Regions from separate parts of the Danio rerio genome. Here region 2 is linked to region 1. Evidence: chromatin contacts called from public Micro-C data. All regions are on one chromosome and are shown on one strand. The core of a region is the stretch at or near the end of the contact, and the rest is flanking DNA. Distances in the headings are between cores, read along the strand shown. Region 1 holds the start of zgc:112332. Region 2 holds the start of relch (RAB11 binding and LisH domain, coiled-coil and HEAT repeat containing).

Region 1 (7,685 bases), core at 2,058-4,557:
CTGCTGGGCATTCGCTGGAGATGAGCTCCTACTGGCACTGCACAGCAGCCTTATTTCATGCTAATGCCCTTTGTAAGATGTATAATTACTCAGTTTCAGCAGCAGCCCCAGCTGAGCTCTATCTGTATTCCTGTCTTATGCTAATTTAGAATCATTTCTGGACTGTTATTGGTCAGTCAGTCAGTCTTTATTCATTTCCCGAAGGCAATTTGGTTGCAGCATACAACCATGTCACACATAATACACAAAAGTACATTATACAATACTAATTCTACCCTAAATTTAAAAACTTTACAGCTGAGGGAATGAATGAAAGTTTAAACCGATTTGTTTTACTAATAGGAGTTCTGTATCGAATACCAGAAGGGAGAAGATAAAACTCGTGGTGCATAGGATGGGAATCATCTACTCTGAGCTTTACTCAAAACTTGTCTATTGTCTAACTGAGCCATGGTCATCTGTTTTCTCCCTGTTATTTTTCCTCCTAGGTTTACAATTCTCTCCAGACAACTTATTTTTCATACTTAGAGAATTGAACCAGCATAGCAAAGAAAAAGATAACAGTGACTGAATGTATGAACTTCAAAACATGCACATGAGTGATTTGTCTATATTAAAAGATCTTAATTTCTGTAAACAGTATAGTCGTAACACAACATATTAGTATTAACACAAAAGGACAATTTATTATCTAAAACAGTTCCCAAATACCTATACTGATCAACATTCTCAACACCCACTCCATTAATACTAATTTGCTTACCCTTAATCAGTCTCCTCTTACGATTAAAACCAATAGTCATTTCTTTAGTCTTAAGAACATTCATTTGTAAGAAAGCCTCCTGACACCAGCTGGAAAAATAATCAATTACAGGACCATGCGTGGAGTCTTCCTCACTTAACAAACTAACAATTACAGAATTGTCCGCAAATTTTAAAATATAACTGCTAAAAATACTCCTACAGCTATTTGTGTACAAAATAAATAATATAGGAGAAAGGACACAACCTTTTGACACTGACCATTTAGAGAAACAATTATTTACCTTAACCCTCTGTCCTCTGTACAAGAAAGTCTCAAATCCAACCTAAAAGCATTCGATCCAATTCAAATTCATTAATAAGTTTCTCAACCATAATATGTGGCTGAATGGTATTGAATGCAGACAAAAAGTCAGTAAAAAGTAACTTGGCCAATGTTTTAGACTTACTAAGTGCAGCAGAGTCCCTACTGCATCCTCAACCCCTTTCTTAGGCCTATACGCAAACTGAAAGAGATCTAGAACACTGTGACTCTTGCATTTTTTCCCTCTAAACTATCTTTTCAAAACTTTTTATTACTAAAGATGTAAGTGCCACAGGTCTAAAGTCCTCTATTTTCTGTGGCTTCTGTTTTTTTGGCACAGGAATAACTATAGACTGCTTCCACAGTGCAGGTACTTTTTGTTGTTGAAAAGATAAAACAAAAATTTCATAAAATATGGGTCCCAACTGCTCAGCACATTCCTTAAGCAATCTAGCTCCTATCTTATCCGGTCCTGGTGCCATCACTATTTAACTCTGTTTAAAACTTATAATCACGTCCTTTACATCAAAAAAATATGAAATTGTACTATTTGTCTACTCTTCATTCAGTTTTCACCCTCTCTATTTCTTGTTTAAAATCATGACTATCAAATCTTGAATAAAAATTATTACAATTTTGTGAAAAACCTGTGTCTGACGTGAATTCATTTAAACAAATTTTATTTGTTTTCTTACTATCCTGTCATGTAATTAAATGTATGCCATCCCAGGCAGAACCCACATTTCCCATTTTCAATTTTTCTTCAAGTTTTCCCTTATATACTGCTTTAGCCTTTTTAATTTTCCACTTAACTTCTTTTTTTAGTTAATGAAACTCAACAATATCTCCCTCTTTAAAGGCCCTACTATGTTTTGACAGAGTTGTGTGGTTGTTGTATGTTTGTAATTGTTGTCTTAAATCCAATGTTGAAGACAAATTTCCTTTCTGTGTCAAGCAGAACGGACAATAAAACTTTAAACTAAACTAGAGTCTTAAGTGATTTTGTAACCCATGGTTTATTTGGAAATTTCCTAAAGGATTTCACAGGAATAATATCCTCAAGTTTGAATGTTTCTTCTGTGCAGTTTTTGAAACTGTAATGATGAAGTATGTAATAATAGAGGGCTATGTTTTTTGTCATTTGACAATGAAATACAGTCATATCAATGACAACTATAGTAGTGTCCATACCACATATTTTTTTAGTTATTATTAGCATGCATATGCTCTGCAGTTACTGAGGCAAGTTGGAGCTAAACCCTGCAGAGCACTGGACCTCCAGGAAAGAGATTGGTTACCCCTGCTATAGGTGAATAGGGTAAGCTATTGTCAGTAGTGTGTGTGTGTGTGTGTGTGAATGAGAGTGTATGGATGTTTCCCAGTGATGGATTGAGGCTCGAAGGGCATCCTCTGGGTAAAACATATGCTGGATAAGTTGGCGGTTTATTCCGCTGTGGTGACCCCTGACCACAAAAAAAAAAAGAATAAATGACTATTGTTTATATTATTATTATTTGAAATAAAATCAATCATTTTGGCCATACTACAACGTATTTTTTACTATGAAAAACTTCACCACTGCAACGCCTAGAGTAAGGCTGGTTTTGTAAAGCACGGTCGCATCAAAATATCAATTATCGAAGCACAAAGTATACATTTTTTTTCCCGACAACCGCAGTATGCTAGTATGTTAAACTGTAGTTAGTTGGTACACACCGGTGAAGAGGCGGGAAAAGAGTTGATGAGTGACCAAAAAGTGTTGGAGGTGAAACACAGTTGTGCTAAATGTGTTGTGCAGGCTAGATTGAGCTGAAAATAACAAAATAGCATCTCCAAATAAAGCGCGAAAATTGAATTTAGGCTACCTTTACTAAGGTGAACGTCTGTGAGAGAAACAATAAACGGGGACATCTAGTGGACACACAAACCCACTGCATTTCTACAGTTTGGCTCATCTGTAAGTCAATGACGTTTTTGTTTAGTTTGTTCTGCGGATGTGTGACGGAATGTCCAACTTTGCAAAAGAGGCTGAATTTAACACAGCTTCATTTGGAGGTCCAGTCCAGGCCATCCGAGCGAGCACATTTATGCATGAACGCGTAGCACGTTTACAAATACAGAATTGTGGGACGCGCTTCTTTGGCCAGACGACGACAGAGCTGTGGACAGGCGGAGCATCAGTCCAGACCGCATAGTAATAATAACCCATTCATAAATCACAGCGGACGCTGGAGCGCGCAGCACTACTGTCTGCTGAGGACAACACACAACACTGAAACCATGCACTCCATAAGGTAAGCAAGAATCAGAACTTTTCTTTTCCAAAGTATATGAATCGTTCGCTGTTCATTAGAGTATTAGTTTTTTTTTTTTTTGTTTTTCGATATACAACAGAACAGCAGGATAGCCTATATCATTATCTAAATGCATTTAGGCTTTATTAGGCTATGTCTATACAAGTTTGATAAAACTGGTTCATATAATTTTAACATGCAGAATTGGGCAATTGTCACATGGAGAATTGTCAAATAAGTTTTCAAGGTGTCCCATTTACATTAACTGTTTTAAATTAAGATTAGTCATTTATCCAGTTACTGTGAGGTGGAATTTGTTTTAAAAACAACTAGCTACAAAATACATATGAATTCAATTTAAAGTGTACAAAAATCATGAATTACTATATTAATTATTTACACTATAAATTTTTTTCGATGTAGATAATACATTGTATTGGAGATTGCAGTCTGCATCACAAGTATTTATCTTTCTGTTTAGTTAATTGTTTTGTTTCACCGATATTTCTGGGAAAAGCCTTTAATATGCAATTTAATGGCAAAAGATGCTGTGGCAAAACAACAGAAAAATGCATCTTAATGTCTGAGCAATAATAATACATTTTTAGTAGATTGATTTTAAAGTTTGTGTATATACAGAAATTATTCAGTTCATTAAAAACTCTCCTAAATTAAATTCATTGTTAAATTCAATCAATGGTCTGATGTTTTATAATAGTTTAACTGATTTGATGAACTGTTTAATACTTATTGTACCACAAGAAAATCCTTATGAAAAAGATTCAGTTGTGATTACTTCATAAAGTCTGATTTGACTTAAATACAACTATTCCAGAGCAATTGCAATGGAAATGCATGGTGGTATGGCCGGGCAATATGGCAACAATGCAATCTTAATAATTATTTTCCAAATAGAACGATAACGATTTATATTTCAATATCGACCCTAACAATGACAGAAGCCACAATAATTAGATGGTCTACTAAATGGCATATCATATTTTTGGCCGATTTTTTTTTTTTTGGTGGCCGAAAATAATATCAACACACTTTAGAATCTCATCGTTGCACATTTCTGTTGTGTGATTGCCTCTTGGATCAATATAGAAAAGTCTAGAGCTTATCATTATGACATAAATTGTATCATGATTTGATATAATGTTGTTTATCGGCCCAGCCCTATATGGTAGCATTTATTAAAGACTTCAAAGTGTGTACATGCAGAAATGGTTCAAACTATTTTTTTTTTATTAAAAGTTATAAAAATTTTTTTGTAAAAGTTTGGTGATAATGATTTGACATTTATTATATTTTTGTGTTTCAGGATATTTGTGCTGATTCTTTAATTGTACACTGAACCGAGATATAATGGGACAACATGCCCCATGATTTATTTCAACTGCATCTTCAAAAACGCTAAAAATGTACATTTTATATTTTGTGTATATAAAAAACTAAAACAATATTCACTACAGTGAACTGTGTGACATTCTCTCTAACTTTATTTCCTTCATGAATAAATTAAATCTCAAAACATTTGCTCTGTGCTCAATTCCAGAAATTTCTTCTGTGGCCAGTGGAGCTCTTCAGTACGTCTGGATGAAAAAACAGTCATTATCACAGGAGCGAATACAGGCATTGGCAAAGAGACAGCTAGAGACCTTGCGAGAAGAGGTAAATAACAAACAAAAACATCATTTTGTATGTTTTCAAGACTTTTCAGCTCACTTTTGACCACAAAAGGAAAACCCTGTGAATGATCTGATGAAAGCTAAAAATAAATAAATAAAAGAACAACAGAGCAGATATTTCATCTTAAAAGACAGAGAGGCTTTTGAATGGAGGCTGTTAAATAAACAGGAGCATTGCAATGATCTGCCAAAGAGATGTAAAACTGTACTCTTACAAAACATTCATTATTAAAATCAATGTTGTTTATTATTACTGTTTTAAAGAGGCAAAAACAGATTTTATAGAAGATAGAGAGAGAGAGAGATAAATAGAGAGAGAGAGATATTTTTGATGCTGATAAATAAAAGAGAGGATTATGATACGATCTGGCAAAGAGATGTAAAACTGTACTCTTATAAAACATTCATTATTAAAATCAGGTAATATGAGTTAATATCTGAAGTGGTGGGAAAACAAGTATACTCTGGGCCTATTTTAGCTATATTTGGTGTCAGTAATGATGCAGAATTATCTAATAATCAACATACGGTGATTAGGTTTATAAACCTTTTGGCACATAGATTGATTTTACGTAGTTGGAAATGAAAAGATCCTCACCATTGCTCCACATTAATAAAAAATGTCATGTCTTGCCTGCAATTTCAGAAGCTAAGACTTCCTCTTAAAAATAAAACTAAGAATTTCTATGTATTATTGAATCCATTTATTGAGTACTTTAACGAGAGAGCAGTGATTGAATCCTAGTAGAAACACCTCAAATTGCCCCGTTATTTAGTTTTATTTTTAAATTTTCTTTCCTTTTCCTCTTCCCTTCACTTTTCTCTGTATTTTTTAGTTCTCATTCATTCATTCATATCCTTTTTGGCTTAGTCCCTTTATTAATCTGGGGTCCCCACACCAGAATGAATCGCCAACTTATGTTTTTTTTTTTTTAATACAGTCATTATTAAAATCCATGTTGTTTATTATTACTGTTTTAAGAAGCTTAAAAAAGCTTAAAAAAAAGAAAGAGCAGATATTTCATCTTAAAAGACCGAGAGGCTTTTACCAGCCTTGAATGGAAGCTGATAAACGTCAGGATTACAATACGATCTGCCAAGGAGATGTAAAACTCTTACAAAACATTCATTCATTCATTTTCCCTCAGCATAGTCTCCACAGTGAAATGAACCACCAACTTACCCAGCATATGTTTTACACAGTGGATGCCTTTCCAACTGCAACCCAGTACCGGGAAACATCCATACACACTCATTCACAAACACACTCATACACTATGGATAATTTAGCTTATTCAATTTACCTATAGCGCATATCTTTAGACTGTGGGGGAAACAGAAGCACCCAGAGGAAACCCACGCAAACAAGGGGAGTACATGCAAACTCCACAAATGCCAACTGGTCCAGCCAGGACTCTTGCTGTCAGGTGACAGTGCTAACCACTGAGCCACCCCTTACAAAAAATTCATTATTAAAATCAATATTGTTTATTATTACTATTATTACTAAGATAAAAAAGCTCAAATTAAAAAACAAACTAACAAGAGAGCAGATATTTCAACATAAATGACAAAAAGGCTTTTACAAGCCTTTTACAAGTCTCCACTTCACTTCCTAATCTGCAATTGCCTCTCTGGATATCACACTAACTGTACCCGACAAAAAAAAAAAAGTACTAATACTTTCCTTCTTAGACTTTACAGACCTGAAACTTGCCTATAGCACTTATTCATTGTTGCTCTTATAGTTGTGTAAATTGCTTCCTTGTCCTCATTTGTAAGTCGCTTTGGATAAAAGCATCTGCTAAATGACTAAATGTAAATGAAAAATGTAAAAACAAGCTTAGAATGGAGGCTGATAAACGACAGGATTACAATACAATCTGCCGAAGAAATGTAAAACTGTACTCTTTGAATGCAGTCATTATTAAAATCCATGTTGTTTATTAATACTGTTTTAAGAAGCTTAAAAAAAGCTATAAAAAAAGAGCAAATATTTAATCTTAAAAGACCGAAAGGCTTTTACAAGCCATGAATGGAGGCTGATAAATAAACGTCAGGATTACAATACGATCTGCCAAGAAGATGTAAAACTATTCTTACAAAACATTCATTGATTTATTTTCCTTCGCCTTACCCTCTTGGTTTTCAGAGGTCACCACAGTGGAGTGAACCACCACCTCATCCAGCATGTTTTACAAAGCGGATACCCTTCCAACTGCAACCCAGTACTGGGAAACAGTCATACAGACTCATTCACAAACACACTCATACACTACGAACAATTTTGTTCACCCAATTCACCTATAGCACATGTCTTTGGACTGTGGGGGAAACAGAAGCACCCAGAGGAAACCCATGCAAACACGGGGAGAACATGCAAACTCCACACAGAAATGCCAACTACCCCAGCCCGGGCTCAAATCGGTGACAAAATTAATAAAATAAAGAACAAAAGAGCAGATACTTCATCTGAAACAACAGAGAGGCTTTTAGAAGCTTAGAATGGAGGCTGGTAAATGAACGACAGGATTACAATACAATCTGCCTACGAGATGTAAAACTGTGCTTTTTGAATACAGTCATTATTAAAACCCATGTTGTTTACTGTTACTATTTTAAGAAGCTTAAAAG
Region 2 (7,685 bases), core at 3,836-6,335, 210 kb before region 1:
ATATTTTATTATTACAGTTATTAGTACATTTTGCTCACCTTCATTTCCATGTAAGGTATTTCTTCCGTGTTCGCCATAAAGTTGCTGATGTTGACATTCATATTCTTCCAAAAACGGAATAAGCAGTTAATAAAAAGCTCTGGACAAAAAAGAGGCAGTTAGTTTTCAGATGAGGCTCTTGTCGGTGATCTTTGGACACATAAATGAAAATAACGACTGTTTAGAAGAGGAGGAGTGGAGATGGAGATGGAAATGAGAGTGCAGAAGACTCTGCAGGTTGTCAGGCAACAATTCAACACAACACGCGCCTCCTCAACCTCCCACAATGGCTGTGTCTCAATAAAACACTTGTGATGATCAGCCCTTCAGAGACCGCGTTTCTGAGCGATCGCTTTGAATCAAGAACAACAAAACCGATCTTTTTACCATTTGCCTATGTTTGTTATTAATTTAGCTTGTCCATGGCTCGATCCGACTTTGATCATGTGGATGTTTTATGTGGTCGTCTTAAAAGTGAGCAAAAAGTAAGTGATACGAGATCGCTATCATCTATCATTCAAAAGTTGTTCTCACAGCTGACTGGTAAGTTTCAAAATAAAAGCCCCACTTTTATTGACTGCCCTTACAAAATTACCATGGTAACTATAGCTTCCGCAACACTCCCTTTTATAAGTATGATTTTATACATTTCTTAGTGAATGTGGACAATTCAATGTATGATGGTTTATTTTTTAACATTAATTTAGCATTAACTTTTTTTATGAGTTATATACATTCTAATAAAATGAAAACCAAAATAAACAATTTATTGCATTTTTCGTTTGATAAAAATATACAGAAACGAAAAAAAAACAAAAAACAAAGGATGGCTAGTTTGTATTAATGTGTTTTAATATTAAAAAAGTATGCTTACATTTAAGCTTAACAGCTATATAGCTACGCCGCCAATAGACAAGCCATTCAAAAACTATTATTTCACTGTGTACTAGGTTATTGTTTATATTTTTTCAATAAAAATTAAATGTAGCATGACGCAAAAGGAATTCCATTGCTTTTAATGGGTTGCCTGAGACGTCAGGGGGCTGTTCCAGAAAGCAGGTTATGTGACATACCCAGGTAAGTTTGAGAGTAAGTAGGTGGATAACCTCAGCTTTGGTTCCCAAAGCAGAGGAAACTTCTGGGTATGTTAAGTAGCCATAGCAACTTACTTTCTGAAGATAACCTGCTCCGGAGCAGGCTTTGTTCAGAGAGTAAGTTGCTATGTTCCAGAGTTTGTCTGTTTCAGAGAGTTTAGTTAGCATTGCGTGCTCTTTTGAAGAGACTATTTATGGACGTGGACACACAGATACAAGTTTTTTTTACTTGTGAGAGGGTTATAAGTGCTTACCATAAGAAACATTCAGTGCAGCTCTTTGTATTCGCGTCAGGGCATTTTAGGCAACTGTACAATGTGGCAGTATGACCACCTGTATAGTATGCCCGGCACTGTACTGTTTTTTACACTTTTGTACAGTTCCTTGGTCATAAATCACTGAGTATCATTACAGAGTTGATTCAGAGCACCCAGCTTTCTGGAATACCCCCCAGGTAAGATTAGTTAGTGTTGATAAATATGTTATAATTTACTTTATATTTAATGAGTGAAATTATATTCGATTGCCCAGTTTATGGTAATTATGCCTAATAAAACTGATCGATTCATTTATTTGTATTTTTTTTACTTTAAAAAATATTACATTTAAAGTACTAAGTTAAAAAATATTTTAGCTGATCTTTTTACTATTAAATTATTCATTGATGTTGGGTCATTGTATGTCGCAATCTATTTTTTACAGTCTATGGTCTCAATCCCAAGGTTCATTGCGATCTCAAGGTCCACTGCGGTTTTCCACTCGATGAACACAAAAATCTTTTAACAGAATATATGATTAATAACAGAATGATAGGTTGTTCCAAGCCTATCAATAGCCTATTAATAGCCATGAATACGCAAGGCATACTAATTTTGTATGCCTGGCATTTTGTATGCAAGGCATCTCACAATGTTTAATAATTTATCTTATATTTTTTATTAAAGCAAAAAGTGATTTAGCACTGACAAGCTAACTGCAGAGAAACAAGCAACCACATCGTGGCAACCGCAGAAAGCACTTTTTCCAAAGTTCAGCTCTTCTTTTTCCACTTGATTATTATGCATTTAATGTAAAAGAAATCAATGATGAACAGCCTACAAGAGTGGTGTGTATGTGTCTTTTATCACTGAAGCCGCTCTCTTCAAAAAACGAAGTTGCTTTGTCTGTGTGGCAATATTTCAGCTTTTAATCGAATGAAAAGTTAATTAAGATGAGCCAATATTAAAAAAATTGCAGTGAAGTAACTGTGACGTCGACCACACATCGAATTTGAGGCCTGATCTCTCTCTCTCTTGCTGTCACCCGCAGACAGACGCCACACAAGTCAGTTGCAAAACTGAGGCTGGTATACCAGCTGAAATGTAGAATAGTTGAAGCCTTTGCAAAATTTGTCAAAATACAGCACTGAAATTAAAAGGCATACATTTTTTTGAGTCAAAAAGTCTATTTGTAAATATCTGTAATCGCAATCAGAGCCAATGTTTTGGAGAAGTTGTACCGCCTAATAATTATATTCATTCTAATAAAATGAAAACCAAAATAAACAATTCATTGCATTTGTCGTTTGATTTATTACATTGTGACCTTCGGTAAAAAAAAAACAAAAAAAAAAACTAACATTTAAAGATGAATGAGTGTTTTAATGGGGCCAAATAATGATTTGTTGTTGTTGTTAATGATGTTGTATCATAAAATCATTATAATATTAAATAAAGTTCGTGTTTCATGAATCATTTTCCATGTTTTGTGAATGCCCTGCTCTAAATATATCCAAACTCAAAACTCTATTGATTAATTAATTAAATAATTCATTCATTCATTCATTCATTCATTCATTCATTCATTCATTCATTCGGCTTAGTCTCTATTTCAGAGATTGCCACAGTTCAATGAAACGCAAACTATTCCAGCATGTGGTTTATCCAGCAGATGACATTACAGCAGCAACACAGTATTGGGAAATAATGTAGTAAAATGATATATATTATAAATACATTACAAATAACATGAGTTACGTAATAATACTTTTCTAAGTAACGATCAAAGTATTTTAATACTTTAAAAAACTTAAGTAATAACATTTAAGTAACTTTTTCAAAAAATTTAACTTAAGTGACTTTTTAGATGAATTAATAGACATTTAAAATACTTATTATTATATATTTGCTAATTTAAATTAGTGTAATTAAGTTGAATCACACTCAGTGAGAGAATGAGAAACAGACAGAAACCAAAATGGCAAACCAAACACATTGCTTTCAACTTTTATTAGTCTGTATATATAACATATATAGCATCAGGAAATTCTCCAAAGGTAACATTATTCTAATCTTTTTTATAATTCGTTTATTTTTTTAAGGTAAATGTAGGTGTAGGTTATTCAGTGAGTCGATAAATGCAGAACTCCTCTATTTAAAAAAAAGCCTCCGCCAGGTCAGAAAAAGTAGCACAAAAGTAACTCAAAAGTAACGTACTGCATTACTTACCATAAAAAGTAACTAGGAAAGCAACTAGTTACTATTTTGGGAAGTAATTCAATATTGTAATGCATTACCTTCCTATGTATAATCAAAAAATTTAAATGTTTAAAAATTGACACTTATGGGTTTGTGACATAATTTTCTGTGGTTTATGTTATAACACATTTTTATATTCATAGCCTCCTTGACTTTACCTGTTAATTATATTTTGTTTATTACAAGCACAGAGACTATGGACTAAATGATGGAAGCAGTTTTGAGAATTTCCATTGTAATCTGAGATATGTACCAAAGTCCCTGCAAAAATACTATAATCATATATCACTGTGCATGCTGATTCTGCTGATGTTGATATTCATGCTCTCCGAAAATAAAAGAAGCAGTAAATAAAAAAACTCTGAACAGAAAAGATGCAGTTTTCATATGACAAGACTTTTATTGATGCTCTCTGGACACATAGAACATATGGTTTTGTGACACTTCATGTGGTTTATGTGATGAATAAAAATGTACAGCCTCCTTGATTTTGCAAGTACTTGCATATCTCAGATTACAATAGAAATTCTCAAAACTGTTTCTCAATTTCACCACAAAGGACTAAATGATGTTTCCCAGTGATGGATTGCAGCTGGAAGGGCATCCACTGCATAAAACATATGCTGGAAAAGTTGGTGGTTCATTCCGTTGTCGACCCCTGATAAATAAAGGGACTAAGACAAAAAGAAAATTAATGAAATTACTAATTAAACCACAGTTTTGAGAATTCCCATTCTAATCAGATATATGTACCAAAGTTACTGCAAAAATAATATACTATAATCGCATGCATCACTGTGCTGTAATGAATGCACCCTACTGTATGTGGTCACGTAGCCAGAACTGAAAACATGTTATGCTTGGTTCAGTCCAGCAGATGGCATAAACAAATGCCTGATTGTATATAAGCACTAATGAGCTTGCAAACAGCCACGTGAACATTCATTGATGTCAAGCATATGCACTGCAAATTAATCAGACAGTAAGGCCGCCTCGATTAGGCGATGAATATTTCTATCGTTTTTATTGTTGATGTGGTCATATTTGTCTTTAGCTATATAAACAGACAGCTATTTATTGTGTCTAATTACTTTACTTATATATACAGAAAAATGCTTAACTTATTACTATGGAGCTTGCAGAATAAATCAAATATCGCTGTTTTGACAGAGATTAGTACTTCAGCTCGTTGCGCTTATTTGCATTTGATATCAGAGTTTTGACATGCTTTGTTATTGGATCTTCGCACGTCTGTTTGGCGGACCCCTGAGCGCATGACGTCATTTCCGCTCTGCTCTCGGCAGTAAGGAGGCGGGGTGTTGAAATGACATTCGGCCCCACCAACCAAAGCATATTTCCCGAAGTCCCGTTGATTAGGAGCAATAAAGCGCTCTTGACATCCGTCCAGGAAGACGGAGGTACACATTAGCCAGGTCGCTGGCAGAACACCTTACGGCAAAATGGCGGCGGGTAATGTCAACCCGTTTAACGTGAGTGATTCGGAGGAGGAAGCGGAGCAGAGGCAGGATGGCGCGGACACTGAGCGCAGCCCGAGTGATGAAGCGCAAGGCCACAGCCTCGGTCCCTTCTCTCCGCCGGCGTACTCCGATCCAGCCGCCCTGCTGTCCAGCAACCGCACCAGCCCGAGTGTGGACGGGATCCCCGCCTCGGCGGCGGCTGTGTCCGGGATCGGCGCGGAGACGCGGGTGTCGCTAGATGCGATCGCCGCGCAGCTGCTCCGGGATCAGTACATCCTCACGGCCCTGGAGCTGCACACCGAGCTCCTTGAAGCCGGACGCGAGCTGCCGCGCCTGCGGGATTATTTCTCCAATCCAGGCAACTTCGAGAGACAGAGCGGAACCCCACCCGCGTGCAAAGAGCAAGGTGTCGGTCCTGGAGGTCCGCTGAGTAAGTCCATAATAAAATGTTTATTATGAATCTCCAATTGCAATGTTCAAGTGAAGTGTAGACTTTTTGTATGAGGTAATGGATATGCTTCATAACCAACTATTCTGCTCCATCTAAACATCTTAAACCGGTTGGTTTCCCAGTCTGTCTGCCAGTTGGCTGCGGGGTTTGGACACCTGTCTGCTAGTCAGCGAGATTAACCACCTGACTACACCAAATGTCTTTAAACCGGGTTCAGGAAGCCTCAGGGGAATATATATTAGGCTGTTGAACTGAAGTAAATGCATATATGTATGTGTGTGTTATGTATGTCCTCATAAGTTTGTGTGTGTAAAGTAAACAAAGTCATGACACCAATTTTAAAATAACAGATTTAATAAAAATGTTATGGCTAGACCAGACTGGAAGACCATTTTAGGCTGGTTTAAATATTTTTTAGAAGCAAAATGAATCACAGGATCAAATTAATGGTCTAAAATGCTATCTAGGTAGGCAGCTTACTATAGGTTTTGGAACGTAGCCACACGTTTTCTTTTGCTCTTTAAACAGCTATAAAACGTCAGCTGTTTAAACTAGAGACCTAGACTACCTATTAATTTTATGTTGCGTTTTATTATACTTCAGCCTCGCACATTGAAGAAGCTGCACACTGTCTTGATGGGAAGTGTTTGTTAAGGGCTGGATTGTGATTGTGTCTTTGTTATGTGAATTGATGTAAAGTCTTCCCACTGACCCCAGCTGCGCAGGTGCAGGATGTAAAGAGGAGAAAAAAAGATGCACATTTGAGGGGTATGTAAAACCTGACTGTGTGCAGTGACAGATGGGATTGATGCCCTTTGGCATAATCAGGAATTCTTTCTGTGGTCTGCCTTTCTCACACCTTTGCTCCTGAATGAGGTTTCTAATCTGATAACATGACCTCGTCTGCCTCTTACTATTTGCCTTTCAAAGCATGATGTTTGGATTTGTTCTTCTTGATTGCATGCAGTTGGAGTTGGAGTTTGGAGTGACAATGGAAAAATTTTATGCAGTTTAGATCAATTACATTTTTTTCCATATTGATCCGAGAATACTTTGCAAGACAATTGATCATTTGTTAAAAGAAACCTTTTCTTCTTTGGAACTGGCATCAGAAATCAATGTGAAGGTGTGGAAATTGTCATCATTTACTTAATTGTCATGCCAAACCTGACTTTCATTATTTCTGTTTAACACAAAGAGGTTTTGAGGAATATCTGTGGCAGTTTTGTTACCACCGGCTTTCATTGCATCTCAAATGTTCTCAAAATGTCTTCAATGTTCTACAGAAGAAAGTATGTCTTATAGTTACGCAACAACATAACTGAGTAAATGATGACCATTTTTTTTGTTGGTGATCTCTTTTTGGCCCTCCTTGATGTTATTGATCAATCCTACCTTAGCAACTGTTGTCATGCAACATGATTAAGCATGCTTTTGTTCTTTCCTAAAGCAAGCCATAAAGTGATTGGATAGATTTAAATATAATATTGCACAAATTAAGTATAAAGTGGTACTGTGTCATGAAAACACCGGTAACCCAAAGATTTAAAATATTTAAATTCTCGTTGTCTTAAATCATTAAAAGTACAATGCGTGCAGTATAATGGAAAGAAAACATAGCATACAAATAATATTAAGTTAAAAATAATGACTGCTTAAATTTTATGGATTGTTCTTAAGGATATCTGGAATTATAGAAATTAGCTTGAGATTTTCTGGTGAACAGCCTCTTATTTTTGTGGCGGTATCTTAAAATATCTTAAATCTTAAGTTTATATGCATTGGTGGTGCATAGCTTATAATTAGAAGACAGTTATAATTAAAATATAGTTATAATTAGAATATGGTTAGACCTATTTAGTTGTTCAAGTGCAAAATCAGATGAAAAAGATGTTTAAACGTAATCCGTATGAGTCAGTCAGTTTCTTAAAATGCAAAACATTCATTCATTGATTTTCTTTTCTTCTTGGTCCCTTTTAATCTGGGGTCGCCACTGCAAAATGAACGCCAACTTATCCAGCATATGTTTTACACAGTGAATGCCCTTCCAGCCGCAACTCATCACTGGAAAACATCCATACACTCATTCACGAACATACGCTACAAA

Evidence for each region. Hi-C and Micro-C count contacts between places; a contact is called where the count stands out from the background.
Region 2: a contact with region 1 is called in a Micro-C map of caudal fin, with 7 times the contacts expected there. The contact joins the promoter of relch here to the promoter of zgc:112332 in region 1. A contact is called at or near these places in 2 of 18 Hi-C or Micro-C datasets (caudal fin and an unstated tissue) and 1 of 4 datasets of contacts at active chromatin or transcription factors (embryo).

The regions. Positions count from the first base shown.
Region 1 is chr24:22,335,174-22,342,858 of GRCz12tu, reverse strand. It overlaps zgc:112332, which reads left to right and starts at 3,307. Exons shown (of 7, transcript NM_001020683.1): 1 at 3,307-3,360; 2 at 4,919-5,034. The coding sequence starts at 3,347. It overlaps si:dkey-73n8.3, which reads left to right. Exons shown (of 7, transcript NM_001200062.1): 7 at 1-179. The coding sequence ends at 24. It overlaps LOC141380664 (a long non-coding RNA gene), which reads right to left. Exons shown (of 6, transcript XR_012399270.1): 6 at 7,640-7,685.
Region 2 is chr24:22,549,682-22,557,366 of GRCz12tu, reverse strand. It overlaps relch (RAB11 binding and LisH domain, coiled-coil and HEAT repeat containing), which reads left to right and starts at 5,085. Exons shown (of 29, transcript NM_200844.1): 1 at 5,085-5,557. The coding sequence starts at 5,110. It overlaps cspp1a (centrosome and spindle pole associated protein 1a), which reads right to left and starts at 584. Exons shown (of 29, transcript XR_012399271.1): 1 at 427-584; 2 at 39-139.